Linked DNA regions of Danio rerio: region 1 is linked to region 2. A link is a contact called in public HiCAR-type data. All regions are on one chromosome and are shown on one strand. Each heading gives the region's core, a stretch centred on a gene start, on an enhancer-like site or on the middle of the called end of the contact. The rest is flanking DNA. Distances are from core to core; before and after follow the strand shown. Region 1 holds the start of kdm1a (lysine (K)-specific demethylase 1a). Region 2 holds the start of ptafr (platelet-activating factor receptor).

Region 1 (2,700 bases), core at 190-2,689, 130 kb after region 2:
GAAATCGGGCCAGAGGGACCCGCTGGACCAGCCTGAGGGGCAGCAAGGGTTTCAGGAGCACGATCACCACCATTACCCCCTGACGAAGAGGAGGAGCCTGGGTCTGACTTCTTATTGGACAACATCACAGATGACAGAGGCTTCTCCTTAATAGAGAAAAGAGCTGAATGCATGTATACCAACAATAGACAACCAGAGGCCAGAATATTTAAATATCTATAGATCATGACTATATTAGACTCCTCATATACCAAACATATTTAGAATGTGCGATCACAGAGCACATGTACAAATGGCCTACGTGTGAATGACTATCCTCAAACATCTTTGGAGTAACAATATTTTTTATTTATCGTCCTCATTTAATCATGATTTAAATTTGTCTATAAAAGATATAGTTCTGTATTTCTCGGGTAATGATCATGCTCTCGATCTTATTGTAAATTTTTTATACACAAATAAGTTGCTAAAAACAATACCTATATTTAATACTTTCCTTGTCGAAGTTTCGTACTATATTGAATTTCTTAAGCTTATTAATAATAAGAAAAATAATACGTTTCTTAAAGCTTATGATAATGTTTTTTTCTTAATGATTGAGGCTTTGTAATTTAATTTTTTTTCTTTCTTTATTTTTGTGTTGTTTTTTTCTTCAATGCAGTGATATTATTCTTGTATTCAATAAAAAAAAAACAATGACTATCATCAAAACAACATGAGGTTTGCATACGTTTAATGTCGACGTTGTGCACCTGCCGTTTGTAAACAAACAAATTACTTTGAAAGGAGCCTATACGAGTAATGATCACATGTTCATTATGATTATGTATTATTACTGAACGTATTGTTTATATTTTGGCTCAATATCTCTGCTCAACAGATCGTGAACAAACCGTTACACAACGTTCACAAATGCTCTAGCATTATACCCAAATAAACAGATGTTTGACCTGCATTAAAATTCGACATGAACATAATTGCCTTTATCGGTGTTTAGCTTTACACCTGTAACGTTAATGTATCTTAAACAGTTTAGATGTTTTAATTGTGCTAACGTTAGCAGAGAAGAAAATCCACAAATTTATGATCAGAACATCAATCGCAGCTCTGAATGTTAGCTAAGCTATTAAAAATGTTTTTCATAAAACGTTCAAATAAAACATATTTTGAAACTATGATGAAATAAGGGAATAACGTCAACTGATGTTCTGATGCAGTGGCTAGCTAAAATGCTATTGCTAGCGGCACGAGCTTTTCATAATGCTTACACAACTAACGTTATTTAAAACATTCAAGCTCCTCTTTGCTAATTTTAGTGTAAATCATACTAAATGTTTGTAACTGGTATGCGTTAATCTCATTTTACGTGTTAGGCTTTGTTTATATATGAAAAAATAATATTTTTCATATTTACCTCCTCGCTGCTGTGGGGGGTTTCACACAAAGAAACAGACGACTGTCCCTGCTGGAATCACACAGCCAATCAGAGTAGACGCTGAAAGTAAACGGGTGGGATCTTAATCGTTCAGCATTGTAATTGGCTAAAAATACCATCAATCAAATGTTGCGGAAAGTAAGGTCTAGTAGGTTATACAAATTCTGCTTGCACGTTTCACCTGTATGCAAAATGTATACTCTGAATCAACAACATAAAATGTAAATTCGGGATCATCAGAGAACCCCAGTAAACATGCTAGGGTGACACAGATTGTCTTAAAATAATTTATAATTAAGTCGCCTACACTAACATAATCTGAAAGATTAACATGCTGAATACTATATCATATTAAACAATTTTTTATAAAAACATGTCTACAAGCTGCAAATTCAGAATTTTATGAAACTAATATTAGCCAGTTAATATCAAGTTTAGATGTCTAAACCATAGACTGTAAAATAAACGATATATGTCTAAACGATATATATCATCTAAAAATAATTAAACCACCAGTCTAATCCGGGAGGGGTCAGCGGTGTGACGTATGTGAAATAGGAGGAGCATACGAAAGGCGGAAAAGCTGACCCAGGTGTTGAACAAGTAAAACAGGTACGGGACTTTGTGAAGGTGTGTCTTTTGTTTTTCGATGTAATTTACGATTTTATAAAAGAGGGCATCTAAGAAAAGCCGCACTGCAAACGCCAAACTCTTTTTTGAGGTGAGTTTTGTTTTCTATGGCTTTAAGACTCCTACTCTTAAAACTGTGATCATCAGTGATTGAGGTTTTTGAAGCACGGGTTTGTTTGTTTTCCTGCGATTGTCATCGGTTGTTGTTTTACTGTCGGTTACTCTCAAGGGAATTAACCTTAACTGTAATCAAAATAAGTTATTAGAAGAAGACCGTTAAGAGACATACATTGGTCAATTAATAATAAACACATTACTTTTTAGTCAAATGTAACAAACCAAAACAATTTATACGTAACATTATTTGTGACTCAATCAGCCAATCAAAATTGGTGTTTGCTTATAATAGAAATTGTTTAAACACTTCATTCTGTTCTGTGGAGTTTTAGCAATATAACTGTTGATGTTGCTATACAATTACAATTTACAATTGGCTCTGCAGTTTTTTGTACTGTACTGTGACCTCTTGTCCATTATATTGATTCATTATTTTAAATATACTACCATGAAAATAATTAAGACTTCTTGAAAACTCTGTTTCTCAGGATTTACATTTTTTTTTAAATGTGTTTTAG
Region 2 (2,700 bases), core at 14-2,513:
GAACAGATATGCATTCTTTTTTCTTATCGTTACATTTACTGAAAGCTACAGCATTTGGGTTTTTGTATCATTGCATATTTATCTGCAATCTCCTATAAGCAGGAAGTGAATCAGTGAAGCTGCATTTTATGTAAACCACGACCCTATGCTACAACAGTAGTTTCAAAGGACTTATGTCAGATTACCATCACACTTCTTATGCAAAATTCTTGAAACAGATTTTCTAGTTGCATTCATTTATTTGTGCATGTGTTTCTTATTCTTTTAATACACATACAGACAGCAAATTCTTGACTTTAATTTTTTTTTAGTTTCTATCACCACCCATGATATTAACTGGACATTATTTATCAATTATTTAGCAACCGAAAAGTATTATGAGAACCCAAACACTACTGAGTAGAATGGGGGAAAACTTGATATTGCATATATACTTTTAAACACGTCGCATATTTAAAATTTATATAGCATCGTCGTCGTGGCATCATTATACAGTAGACTTTCTGTCTGAAATGCTATTTGTGGTTTTATTAACTTTTTACTAAGCAAAAAAAATATTATTATACTTTAATTTTGTTAACAGGACAGAATTCACAGACACAGCACCTGTTACACCTAGCTCCGGGTTCCCCTAAAATATAGTTTTCAGCACCACATATGTGCCATTATTGCTTATTTGCATTGCAACATCCGCACTGTTCTGACGACATGCTTTCCATTTAGGTATTTCATCCCACGAGGCATCTTTATTGCCTATGAAACATACAGTGGGCTTTTCCGGCATTACATGTTCCTCGTTTACATTGTGGGAATTTTGTTGTCTTACACCAATAAACGTGTTTCGCAATACGCAAAACAGAACAATGATCGTTAACGTATTGTAGTTGTAATGAAGCACCAACAAACTCTTGAGATAAAAAAAAGATACATGTAGGACTATGACAGTTCGACTCGCTTTTTCTGAGTCGTATGATATCTGAACAAAATTTTGACTAAGCAAGACGATGAGACAAGAAGTAAACACGAGTAGCCTATATACTGTGAGAGATAGCATCTAACGTTAGTATGTCACATAAGAAGCGAGCGGTTTTTGTCACTTCATCGCCCACAGTACAGACACGGTGTAAGTAGCTTTTTTTATTTGAGAATGAGCATAAAGTTGCATTTATCCTTTGACCTACCTTATAAATGCCAGTGAGTGAAGGTGCTGCTCGCGCTGCTCTTTTAGAAACTTTCAACTCTTCGTCGTATCTGAAACGCAGTTACACCTCTTTCTTTCACGCCTTCAGCTCTCTCTCTCTCTCTCTCTCTCTCTCTCTCTCTCTCTCTCTTTCTCTCTCTCTCTTTCTCTAGATGTAGCCAAGGAAATTAAACTAAATAAGCAATAAAATAAAATAACAAGTGTGAGAAAGTGTCATTTGGTGTGCCATAGCAAAAAAAGAAAAACTCATAATAATGTACAAATATCATAAGAACGATTTATCTTTATTGTTGGACACTTCTTAATATAGTGATATTTATTGTATATGAAAATACATAATAATTTTCATCTTTTTAAATATTTTTCTTTTTTATCAACATTTTAATAACCATGTGTCACAACAAAATGTAACAATTAGTGGTTCCAAAAAAAGTAATATTTTATTAAGAAAAAATAGGGGACAGGGGGAGTCATAGTGGCGCAGTGGGTAGCATGATTGCCTCAGCAAGAAAGTCGCTGCAGTGTCTCTTTCCCCCACAGTTCAAAGACATGTGCAATAGGTGAATCGAATAAGCTAAGTTGTCTGTAGTATATGTGTGTGTCTGAGTGTGAATGGGTGTTTACCAGTGTTGGGTTGCAGCTGAAAGAGCATCCGCTGCGTAAACATATGCTGGATAAGTTGGCGGTTCATTCTGCTGTAGCAACCCCTGATTAATAAAGGGACTAAGCCGAAAAGAAAATGAATAAATGAATGAAAATAAGTGCAACTTTACACTTTTTTTAAAACAAAAATCATAACTATCAAGGAAATCATTGCAAATGTAGCACATTCTTATTAAAAGCAAATATGTTTGCAAAATTTATAATTATTGACACCCTTATGAATTTATATAAGAAATATATTTTTTGAGGAATCTTTCATTGCTATTTGACTTTTGGTCAGATTACTATAGCTGCAAAAATACAAACAAGGAACAGTCTGATCAGGCTGTTAAAATAAATGTCAAAAATCATTCTGACAATACAGCTGACTCTTCAGGAAGCAACTGAATTAATTTTTGTTCAATTTGTTACTGTTTTTTATTTGCATGTGTTTTATTAATTTGCATGTATTTCAGCTCTCTCAGCCACCTTTGGATCATAATCATGGGGGAAACACTTTAAGTTCAATTCAATTCATTTTTTTTCTATTGTGCTTTTTTACAATGTAGATTGTGTCAAAGCAGCTTAACATTGATGACGGAAAGAGAATAAAAACCATAACAACAGCCCCGATTGCGGAGACTAGAGGTAGAATGCTGGTGTACTTCTAACTACATTAAAGCGCACCCATTTTACCCCTTTTACAAGATGTAGGATAAGCCTTTGGTGTCTCTAGAATGTGTCTGTAAAGTTTCAGCTCAAAATACTCATCAGATTATTTATTAAAGCCTCCAGAATCTGCTCATTTTGCTGTCTGAGTATACAGTTACTGTTTTTGGAGCCTGTGACTTTAAATG

Evidence for each region. HiCAR-type assays count read pairs that join an accessible place to other places.
Region 1: a HiCAR-type map of caudal fin shows a contact between it and region 2, with 6 times the contacts expected there. The contact joins the promoter of kdm1a here to the promoter of ptafr in region 2. A contact is called at or near these places in 1 of 18 Hi-C or Micro-C datasets (caudal fin) and 1 of 4 datasets of contacts at active chromatin or transcription factors (caudal fin).

What each region holds. Positions count from the first base shown.
Region 1 is chr17:29,583,603-29,586,302 of GRCz12tu, forward strand. kdm1a (lysine (K)-specific demethylase 1a) reads right to left here and starts at 1,440. Exons shown (of 21, transcript NM_001242995.1): 1 at 1,415-1,440; 2 at 1-146. The coding sequence starts at 125. It overlaps tmem30b (transmembrane protein 30B), which reads left to right and starts at 2,073. Exons shown (of 8, transcript NM_001002179.1): 1 at 2,073-2,156.
Region 2 is chr17:29,457,681-29,460,380 of GRCz12tu, forward strand. It overlaps ptafr (platelet-activating factor receptor), which reads right to left and starts at 1,264. Exons shown (of 2, transcript XM_001342336.7): 1 at 1,182-1,264. All of the region lies in intron 3 of LOC141378579, which reads left to right.